3 separate regions of the Pan troglodytes genome follow, and all the other regions are linked to region 1. Evidence: chromatin contacts called from public Hi-C data. All regions are on one chromosome and are shown on one strand. Each heading gives the region's core, a stretch centred on a gene start, on an enhancer-like site or on the middle of the called end of the contact. The rest is flanking DNA. Distances are from core to core; before and after follow the strand shown.

Evidence for each region. Hi-C and Micro-C count contacts between places; a contact is called where the count stands out from the background.
Region 2: a Hi-C map of stem cell-derived neural progenitor cells shows a contact between it and region 1, with 4 times the contacts expected there. The contact joins the promoter of FANCC here to the enhancer-like site in region 1. A contact is called at or near these places in 1 of 7 Hi-C or Micro-C datasets (stem cell-derived neural progenitor cells) and 1 of 1 datasets of contacts at active chromatin or transcription factors (stem cell-derived excitatory neurons).
Region 3: a contact with region 1 is called in a Hi-C map of stem cell-derived neural progenitor cells, with 8 times the contacts expected there. The contact joins the promoter of PTCH1 here to the enhancer-like site in region 1. A contact is called at or near these places in 1 of 7 Hi-C or Micro-C datasets (stem cell-derived neural progenitor cells), 1 of 1 datasets of contacts at active chromatin or transcription factors (stem cell-derived excitatory neurons) and 1 of 1 other capture datasets (stem cell-derived neural stem cells).

Annotation. Positions count from the first base shown.
Region 1 is chr11:42,290,875-42,294,515 of NHGRI_mPanTro3-v2.0_pri, reverse strand. No RefSeq gene overlaps it. Among named protein-coding and RNA genes, the nearest start is that of HSD17B3, 90 kb to the right of the region's middle. Within about 2 kb of position 1,950, at least 10 of the 24 cell types and tissues checked have an H3K27ac peak or open chromatin away from gene starts, as enhancers often do. A contact at or near this core is called in stem cell-derived neural progenitor cells, where this site is marked.
Region 2 is chr11:43,183,987-43,187,627 of NHGRI_mPanTro3-v2.0_pri, reverse strand. FANCC (FA complementation group C) reads right to left here and starts at 1,879. Exons shown (of 14, transcript XM_024345774.2): 1 at 1,454-1,879.
Region 3 is chr11:42,986,159-42,989,799 of NHGRI_mPanTro3-v2.0_pri, reverse strand. It overlaps PTCH1 (patched 1), which reads right to left and starts at 1,604. Exons shown (of 24, transcript XM_016961227.4): 1 at 1,108-1,604. The coding sequence starts at 1,110.

The DNA.
Region 1 (3,641 bases), core at 701-3,200:
GACCTAAAAATTCTATTAGAATCACACCTCTGTTTCAGACAGAATCTCCACAGCACCCCCAGAGGAATGGGACAGGGGATGGGAGAGGTCGCGTGAGGCTTATCAGCCACAGGAACACGTCCTTCCAGCAGGGTTAGAGGATCCCAAAGAGAGCAGAGACTCCAGGGAAAAGAAGAAGAGCACGGAGTCAGCATGGAGACAGTGCTTATCTGCAGGCGGGGAGCCAGGAGGGATTCTTTGCCCTTCTTGACTGTACTTTTCAAATTATCTAAAATGTTTCAGAAATAAGATAATCACAAAGTCTGCAAGTATCTCCCCACAAGGTATAATCACTTTACAGTGGAGAACACAGCAGACATCACCTAACCAAGTGATAAAGGTGACATCTCCAGGAACGGCTCACGTGGGTAACAGCTGCTCCCTGGCAGGGGCAGGGGTGGGGGGTGCACCAGGAAGAACCCAGCACCGCCCCTGGGATTCCGAACAGTCTGATCCTGAGGGAACGTCAGACAAGCCCAAGTTCAGGGACTTCCTACAAGATAACTGGTCCATATGCTCAAAAAATGTCCAAGTCATGAAAAAATGAAGAAAGTCTGAGAAAGTGTTCCAGATTAGAGGAGACTAAAAAGATGCAATAACTAACCCAAGGTGTGATTCAGCAAAGGCCCATTCCTGGGCCTAGGGGAAATATGATGAGGGTCTGTGGAGGATAACAGAACTATATCAATGTTAATTTCCTGATTCAGTCACAAGCCTGTGGTTATTTTGGGGGGAAATATAAACCAAGGCATTTACAGGGCATCAATGTGGGTGAAGGGTGCATGTGAACTCTTTGCATAATTTTTAAACTGCTTTTAGAAGCTTCAAATTATTTCAAATTAAGAAGTTAGAAAAGAAAAATGGCCATTAACTTTATAATCAGAAAAAAGAAATGTTTTAGGACAAAAATATGTCTCTGGTCATAGCCTGTGCTGTGAATCCATGGAGTAGATTCTTGCTGTCAGCAAAGTTCCCAACAGCTGGAGAAGAACAAGGAACAAAAGCCGAGCTGCCCTCCTGAGCTCCCAGGGTCCCAGACACAAAGCTGGCCTCTCAGGCTTTACTGAAAGATAAGTGCTGATAAGGCCTGCGGGTCATCTTCGTCTACGCGGGCCCCCCAGCTCGCTGAGAGGGGCCCGCCCTTCCAGAGCTCAGCCAGACATAAGCCAGAGCAGAGCGTGTTTCTTTTCAGCTGAAAGCTGCAGCTGGTGCATCCACCCTGGGTATGAGCAGACTCGCAGCAGGGTGCCCACCAGAGTGGGGACCTGCAGATGCCCCTGCCCAGAGACGCCGGGAGGCCACAGCCCAGGTCTTCCGGATGGAGACAGAACTTCAGCATTCCGTTTGGATCAGTCCAGAAGAAAAAAAAAAAAAACAAGCAAAATCTCACTATCACTGCTACTAAAACAAGATAAGCTACAAAAACAACTAATGCAACTACTGGCTTACACCCAAGTCTCACCAAGTTCCCCATAAGAACCAAATTCCCCATAAGAACGGCCACAAGGGTGACCACACTGACTAGTTGTCCTAGCCTGGTTGACCACACTGACTAGTTGTCCCAGCGAAGTGTTGCTGGAAACATTGTCAAGGTAAGGTTTGTGCCTGGTCCCTCTTGAGGCCAAGGCTGGAGGTGCCCCCCCCCCCCCGCGTGCGAGCTGGCCGACGGGCAGACCTGGCTGCATCTGGGCAAAAAAAGGCCATCATCGCCATAGATGCTGGAAGCTGCTCTCTCGCCCACTTTAACTGTGGGGGCCTCGGCCCCCCGTTTTTTAACTACTGGAAGACGTAGCCCTGAGTCCAACCTCTTCCACGCCTGGCGATGCAGCTAAGAACGCGGAGCAGGGCTGGAGGGCTCAGCGCCGGCGGGGGCAGGGCGCGGGTCCGGGAGCGGGCGCGGAGGCACGGAGCCACACTGCCCCCTGGCGGCCGTCCCCTGCCCCGCCGGCACCGCCTCCGCGAGGCGGAAGGTTGAATGTCACCCCTGCGTTGCTGAATTCCGGCTCAAGAGTATTAGTGCGGGGCATCGGGTCCATCCAGGGGAGGAGAACGTTCCTAATGCGGAGTCACAAGCCCTACCTTTAAGGTCTGGCTCTGGAACTCTGGGCAAGTTGCTGAAATTCTCTGTTCTCAGCTGCGAAAGGAGGAAAATAATTAAAGCCTGTGTTGTAAAGACCTCACTAGGCGATGTGTGCTCTATAGGCTTTCCCTGCCCCTGACGCAAAGACACACGCACAGAAAGCAAGATCATGAGGGATAGATTTTTTTTTTTTTTTTTTTTTTTGACGGAGTCTCGCTCTGTCGCCAGGCTGGAGTGCAGTGGCTCGATCTTGGCTCACTCCAACCTCCGCCTCCTGGGTTTAAGCGGGTCTCCTGCCTCAGCCTCCCGAGCAGCTGGGACTACAGGCGCTCACCACCACGCCTGGCTAATTTTTGTATTTTTAATAGAGATGAGGTTTCACCATGTTGGCCGGGCTGGTCTCGATCTCTTGACCTCGTGATCCGCCCGCTTCGGCCTCCCAAAGTGGTTGGATAGGCTTCAGCCACCACGCCCGGCCGAGGGTTAGATTTTAACCCAAACACTGTCCCTTCTAATGTTCGCTGCCGCCCAGTGCAGCTCCCAACGCTGACCCGGGTTTCTGGGGTGGAAGCAGCAGAGGCGCCCCCCGCCCCAACTCCCGCGCTCCACCGAGCCGGAGGGCAGCCCAGGGGCAGCAGCCCCACAGTGGGGCCTGAACAGCGTCCGCGGACCCGACCCGCGCTGCGGCCGCGCTGCCCCGCTCCTCTGGGCGCCTCCCCGAGGGCCTCGCTCGTCTGACCCGCAGTACTCTCCGCCCTGCTCCTCGTGCCTTTGGTGGGCGCGTGGCTTCCGGCCTGCGGAGGCTGTGCCTCCTCGCCAAGGAGCCGTTCACTGCCGCGCGTTCGAAAACCCAGCCGCCGGCCGCGCGTCCTGGAGAAGGGGCACGGTCAACTCGCACGCCCTAAGGGCCGGGCCACCGGGGTCACTGCCCGGCCTGCGGGGGCCGTGCCTGGGGCGTAGGAGCAGCGCCCCTCCGCAGGCGCTATGCATGCCTGCGCCCTCTTGCAGGATAGGCCACGAGCCCAACTGCCAGGCGATCGGCCGAGACCCAGAAGGGTGAGAGGGGGAAGCCGCACCCTCTTCGTGGGTGCGATGCTGTGAACGTCTTCCTTCAAGGGAAGAGCGGCTTCTGGACTTTCCTTGAACTCCAGGCGGTGCTAAGAAAGCTTCGTGACTGTGGCAGATGCGGCTCGGCGGCCCCTCCCAACCTGCCCGCGCCAGTTGGGAAAGTGACTCCCCCGCTCCCCGCCAGTTGGGAAAGTGACTCCTTCCTGTGGGCAGAAGGCAGCTGACCTGGAGGGAGCCCTCGGGCTCTGAGAGTCACGCGGGGGGCGGCCTGCTCTCCCGCGCCCCCTAGCGGAGCATCGGCTCACACGCACCTGAGAGGTCGGAAGAGGCGGGCGCTTCTCTGCCTCCCCCACCCAGGCCCCTTGCAGTTTGTATGCCCTCACCCTGGATAAAAGATTTTGGTTCAACTAGAACTATCTTTTCTAGATCTCATTCCTTTATAACTTTTTTGCTC
Region 2 (3,641 bases), core at 630-3,129, 890 kb before region 1:
AAAATATGACCGAATAAAGCAAAAATAAATTCAAATGTATAATATACAAAGTATAATTAGTCCAGTTCTCAAGAAGCAGGCTCTTTTACTGGGAGTAGTGGGTTGGTGAAAAAGATCTCTGATATATCTAGGAAAACAAATTCTTTTTCGATGCAGCCTTTCTTGTATATGAATAATGTATATGAGTGCTTATTTCCAGGTGACTCTGGTACAGCACATTACATTGAAACATCAATTCAAGTGTAATGTATAAAGTCGCAATGAACATGTTTTCTATCTAAGCTTAGGTAATGAATGATCTCAACACATGGTATGAATTCTATTGTTTGTAACAACCTTTCAGGGGAGTAAGGAGAAAACGATCTGTTTGAGGGCATATCACTGACAGTGAGTGACAGCCACAAAGAGCTGAAGTTGGGTGGCCCAAAAGTGCTCTGCTCATTTGATAAATGCTAAGTCAAATCACATCACAGTTTAGATGCATTAAATGGGGCACAAGTTAGAATAAAATCAGATGCCCGGGAGTTTTCCAAGTTTCAGATTAGAACAAAAGTCCAGGCACACACAGGACTTTGCTAGAAAACTTCTTGGTCTCTTCCCGTAAGATTCTGGTACCCAATTTCCCATGTTATAAAACTCCAAGTCTTTCCCCCCATTCGGTGCGCTGGACACATAAGATCATAGAGGGGTTCGTAGTTGTAAACGCACCCACTTAAAAAATTAAAAAGAGCAAACCAACAGACAAACAGCACCTGAAAAATCTCTCACGGGCTTTGAAGATATGGCCTGGCGTCCACAAAAAGAGTGGAGGGAAGACACTGGCCTCTGCGAACCCGCCTCCCTCCGGGAATGAAAGGCGGAGGGCGGGAGGGGTAACAGCCGCGCCCCGGGCTCCTCTAATTGGACCTCGCCCCTCCTGGCGCCCCGGCGACTGGGGCTTGGGGGCAGGGGTGTGAGGGACGGGGAGGACGAGGCCAGCTGTAGAGGGCGACCGGCTCAAAGGGGCGAGCTTTTCACGGCTCCCACGGGTCCGAGGCAGAGAAATTCACCTTTGCTCCTCTCCTTTGAAGAAGACATAGCTGCCTGCGCTCAATGAACAAAAAGAACCAAAACGCCAACCCCCGGCTCCCGCCTCTCCGGGGGCTCCCTTCCGCGCGACCCCAGCGCCGGCTCCCGCCCCGGCTTGCCCCGCCCCGGCCCCGCCCCGCGGGCTGGCACCGCCCGCCACCTCCCACCTCCCGCCTCCCGCCTCCCGCCTCCCGCCTCAGCCTTAGCCACAGCCCTGCGCCGGCGGGAACCCCTCTCACCCACCGCAAGGCGCGCCGGGCCCACCCGCTCTCGCGAGCCTTCCCTCTTGCCCCTCGCCTCCTCCTCCCGCTCTCGCCGCTGACGTGTCGGCCAGACCCCCGAGGGAAGCCTCCGCCCTCGCTGCGTTCTGCGGCCTGCCGCTTACCGGGTGGTCCTCGCGGGAGCTGCTTCAGCAGTTTGGGCAGTGGCGGAAAGGAAGCCACCGCCCGGGATCTGTGGCTTGAAAATTTGGCTTTGCCTCGTATCGGCTTTTTGTTTTGAGTGTTTTTGGAATTTTCCCGCGGTCGCTCGGCAGTGGAGCCGCGCGCGCGCACACGTGTCAGCAGTGCATTCTGGGGCCTGGCTAGCGGCCCCGCGCGCTCCCGCGGCGTCGCGGGAAAATTCCGACGAATCTCGGGTCCGTGGGGCGGGGCGGGCGCGGCCAGGGCTCTGGCGGAAGTGGGCCCGGCTGGGGCGGGTTCTAGGCGAGCGGAGTCGGTACTGCTCCAGTGTTCCCGGTTTCGCGCGGAAGCCCCGGCGGGAGCAGGGCTGCAGCAGCAGCGCCCGCGGAGAAGGGGCGCTGGCTTCTTCCATATTCTGTTCAAAATGTAGGGGAGGTAAAATGGAAATTAGTTCTTTTGAAGAAAAGTTGAGGCTTTGTCAACGGGGTAAAACCTCTAAAATAAGATTTTCTAACTGCGTTCTAAACAATAGCAACAAAAAAGGCATCTTCAGTTAATGATTTCCCCTACCGTATATCATCAGTTCCATACAGTGTTTGGTCGGAGTTCAGATCAGTTCAACGCTGTACATAAACCACCCAAACAAATATTAATAGAATTTTCTCCAAACTCCCATTTATGACAATGGCATTAGCTTGTCTTGGTGAATTTTTTTTTCTTCTAGAATCTGACGACTTAAGCTTTAAAATGTCTTAAATCAATGCCTCACAACCATAAATCATAATCATAAAACTACAGCTTAGGTCGGGCGCTGTGTCTCAGGCCTGTAATCCCAGCACTTTGGAAGGCCAAGGCGGGTGGATCACGAGGTCAGAAGATCGAGACCATCCTGGCCTACATGGTGAAACGCCGTCTCTACTGAAAATACAAAACGTTTAACCGGGTGCGGTGGCGGGCGCCTGTAATCTCAGCTACTCTGGAGGCTGAGGCAGGAGAATAGTTTGAACCAGGGAGTCAGAGGTTGCAGTGAGCCGAGATCGCGCCACTGCACTCCAGCCTGGCGACACAGGGAGACTCTGTCTCAAAAAAAAAAAAAAAAAAAAAAAAGCTACAACTTCACATATACGTTCAAAAACACACTACAGGCCGGGCGCGGTGGCTCACACCTCTAATCCCAGCACTTTGGGAAGCCGAGGCGGGTGGATCACCTGAGGTCAAGAGTTTGAGACCAGCCTGGCCAACATGGCAAAAACCCGTCTCTACTAAAAATACAAAAATTAGTGTGTACTCCCGGCTACTTAGGAGGCTGAGGTAGGAGAATTGCTCGAACCCAGGAGGCGAAGGTTGCAGTAAGCCAAGATCGCACTACTGCACTCCAGCCTGGGCAACAGAGCGAGACTGTCTCAACAAAAAACACCACAAAGCTGTGTGTGCTTGTAATAAAAATAGCTCTCAAGTATTTAAACATGTCCAACTATTCCTGTGGTGAAGAAATACCCGTTTTACCAATGAATACTTTCAATTCGGAGACTAATTTGCAGAGGTTATACATTTATAAGTGATACAATAAGTATATAGCATAGCAATAGCAACAATCTGTTTAAGAATTAAAGGTAGTTAAAAAAAGGAACCGATCCAGAGGTTGAGACAAAACTGGCAGAATCTGCAACTACATTAAGGAATTCGGTGTTTACATCCATTCTCAAAACTATTCCCTGCCAGTTAAGGAAGTCGGTGCTTTTTGATTGTTTTTTAATTTTAGATTCGGGGGTACATGTGCTTGCTTGTTACATAGGTATATTGTGTAATGGTGGGGATTGGGCTTCTGGTGTACCTGTCCCCCAAACATTGAACATTGTACCCAATAGCTAATTTTTCAGCCCTCACCCCCTTCCCACCCTCTCCCTTTTTGTAGTCCCCAGTGTCTTGTTATTCCCATTCTTATGTACATGTATACCTATTGTTTAGCTCCTGCTTATGAGAACATGCAATATTTGATTTTCTGTTTCTGAGTTTGTTCACTTAGGATAATGTCCTCCAGCTCCATCCATGTTGCTGCAAAGGACATGATTTCGTTCTGTTTTACAGCGGAGAGGTCGATGTGTTTTTGATGTGTGCATAGTGTGACATGGATAAATCAAAAGCAAGTCCTGGGTAGGGAAATACATGCCT
Region 3 (3,641 bases), core at 355-2,854, 700 kb before region 1:
AAGAAAGGATAAAAAGGGAGGAAGACGGTCTTCTCTCCCAGGTGCAGGAAAACAGGTCTGTGGGTGTCTTCCACAGCCACCCACCCATATGGTTCTTCTTAGGTGATGGAAACAGATCAGTTTCCCTGAGAGTGTGCTCATCCACACGCTAGCATCATTTTAAACATGAACGTACTAAATACGTGGAGACACAGCGCATGTCACCCAGAGGCACAGTTTCTGGGGGTCTTGGGGTTCAGCGCTGGGCCCGGGCCTGTAAAGTGAGAATCGGTCCGGCCCGCCCCCGGGCTCCCCTGAGGCCGCACTCTGCACTCTAAGCACTGGGCTGGTCGCCCATCTCTGTAAGGGTGGCAGCCACCCAAGCGCCTGAATCGGTGGGCATAAGAGTCACACACACCACCTCTCTTACCCACCGCCCCTTCCAGAACTCCAAAAGCCTCTCTGGCCCTTTTCCCGCAGCATGGGAGGGGAGGTGGGTAAGGTGCGTCTCTTCTAGCCCGGGTGTCCCGCACCCCTAGGCGTGCGTGCGGGCTCGAGAGCGGGTCTGCGGGGCGCGAGCGTGCCCTTCCCTGCGGCTGCGGCTGCTCCCGCGAGCTGGCGGCAGCGGCTTCCGCGCGCGCGCTCTGAGCCCCCTCCCCTCGGCGCTGTCACTCTCCGCACCAGCCCTTCCATCACCAGCTCTGCCTCCGCTGGCGAGTCAGTAGCCACCACCAGGCTGATGAGCGGAAGCCAAGGTGGCGACCCTTTCAGGCGTGAAAATGGGAGCTCCGGCGACCCCCTCCGTGAGAATTCCCCCCGGAGCCGTTCCTCAGCCGGGGCCCGCCGCGGCCAGCCCCCTCCCCGCCACGCGGGGCTGGCCTCGGGGGCGGGGGCCCGGGCGTGCGAGCGAGCGTGGAGGCGCGGGACCCGCGCTCCCGCGCCCAGGCGGCGCAGCCCACCCGGCCCCACGGCCCCTGCGCGCGGCCCGCCCCTCCTGCCCGGCGCTCGGGGCTCGCTCCTCCGTCCGCCGCGCGGGGCGTCCCGCGTCCCCGTGTCCCCGCGCCGCCCGAGGAGCACGGCGCGCGAGGGCGAGGTGGCGTCGGCGGCCGCCGCGCTGGCTGCACTCACCATAGCCGGCCGTCAACCCCTGCTCGGAGCGCGGGTGCCGATGGCGCGGACGCTGGGCTTGGATTTCACATCAATTCCTTTTTTTTCCCTGGCCCCCCTTTCCTCGTCCTCCGCTCCTCCGTCTTCTCCCAGTCTTCCCTCGTCTCCCCCTTGCCTTGTCGCTGCGGGTCTCTTTGTCTCCCCTGTCGTCTTTTTCTTCTCCTCCGTTTTCTTCTTCTTCTCCTCCTCCGTCTTTACAAAAGGAACGGAAAGTGTAAAAACCCCGGCGCGCTGGGCCGCCGGAGGCTTTCGGCGGAGTGCAGCGCGGACTCACAATTACAAGCCTGTTTCTATTAAGCAGTTCCATGGCCCTCGGCGTGGGTGGTCTGCCGCGCCATAGGCAGGACCTGTCAGGGTCACGTGACGGATCCGAAAACTTTACCCCTTTACAATAAACTCAAGGAAAGCAAAGTAAACTCGAGGAACGTGCTATCAGCACAGCCCTCCTGGGTAAACAGGCGCTCCCCTCCCCGCCTTCCTGGGAGGCGCCCTGCCCGGCGAGCTCCCGCGAACCTAGCCACCCTCTCCCCGCCCCCCGCGGCCGTGTTTGCTGGGGGCCGCCGGGCTGGGGGTCTCCGCGCGCTCCCGCGGCTTCTCCACCTTGTGCTCGGCTCCCCCGCCCCCGCAAACATTATTTGCTAACATTTGGCCATCTTGTCCCAATGCCGGTCGGGGGAGGTGTGGGGAAGCAAGGAAGCTCCTTTTAGCATCCTCAGCGCTCCGGGAAGTGGGGGGTTCCCAGAGGACTGCAGAAGAACACCACCTTTCATGCTTGCATTCTCAAAGGCTTTCCTTCTCGCATTCCCACGGAAGCGCGGAAAAGCTGGGAGCCTTCTAGATGACAGGCCTACGGGCCGCCAGGGAGGCGGGGAGCAGGAAAACCGGACAGATCACAGCGCCTTCCCGGGGAAATTTCAGCACGAGATGTGTGCGGATTCCTGTCGGTCCCTCGGAAGCCGTTTCTTCTGAAAGAGACCAAGGTGGCGTCCCTTGGAAACCAAGATTGGTAGCTGGTCCGAAGAATCACGGATTGACATTTGCTCCCTTTCTCTTCTGATTCCTGTGGTTTCTGGGGTATGCCACCCAAATGCTCCCACCTACTGTGCCGTCCTGTGCCAGGCGGCCTTGGGTGACTGGCCTAAACCTAGGAGCTGGTGGGTCGCGCTGATAACCCTGCTCTCGCTCAAGACTGAAGCGTTCTATTCGGGAGCGCCCCCGCTACAATGTCTGACATTTTATCTGCTCAACCCCGCCGCTGGTAGACGGTGTTTCACACGCTGCGTCTTTAAATGGGCCACATTATGAATAAAGATGAATTACAGATACAAGGGCAGGGTAGAGGGAGTGAGAACATTTACTGCAGCTCTGAAGAGCTGACTAGCTGGTCTTGAAATAAAGCCAGACTCTTCTCACTTCATTCTGGGCTGACAGTGTGATTAGGTGTGTGTGTGTTGGGGGCGGGGGGGGGGGGGGGGGGGGCGGGGCGGGGGTAGAAGAGGTGCCCCATGTGTTATTAAATAATAATAATCATCCTAGGAGTTTTGGGATCTCCCTCCCACAAAGATGACATAGCCATTCTTGAGCAGAGTCATTTGAGTTTCCAGAATGTATGTGTTTGAGACACGTTAAGTAATTAAGCATTAGAAGGGGGGCAGCCCTGTGAATTTGGCTGGTCCAGAAGGTCATTTTCATACCAGTGACTTCAGTCAAAAATGGACTCAAATGCATATTGGCTGACCATGGATTCTAAAAGTCACAATAGTTGTAACAACAACAACAACGAAAAACCCAACATTTCCCTTCGAAACACTTCCCCCTGTCTTTTGGTGTCATATCAAAGGGCCCTGTTTATCTATAAATGTGAGTGGGGTTACGAACAGGAAGGTATACATAATCTCCAAATAGAGGGGTCTAGAATATGAGGGAGAAAGGGGGATAAGAAAAAAGAGAAACAGCTGACAAAGGGCATTTAAATGGCCCACAATATACAGTTGCTAGGAAAATTCCAGCAGAACTTGAGGAGTTTGCTTTTTCTAGTTAAAATGAAGACCCTCATGGAAGCACACTTGGCTACATGCTCCTGCTGAGTGGTGGCCAAGGCTGATACTCAAGAGTGGACACTAGTTTTGTGTGGCCTAGGACTTAGGCAGCTTTCAGAGTGAAGGGGGAGGGGGGAGCTTCTTTAGCAACTCAAAACTGCAAACACAAAATTAAGTACAGGGCCTTGAAGTGGCCTGGGCAGGGAGGAGCCCTAAAGCTACCTGGGCTTCTAGGAAATCGCCTTTGTTGAGTGTGCAGACAGGAGGACGACAGAACTACCCAGTCTTTGTGGTCCTGGTGGTCTACGCTGTCCCTTAGTTAGGACTGAATGTGTTCATATGAGTCTTATCTTAGTCCAAGGCTTTACAATTGGGAGCAAAGACAAGTTTGTTTTGTACAAGAGTGTAAGTACTTAGAGTTGGGCAGGAGTGGCATAATGAGGCAGGGAGTAGAAA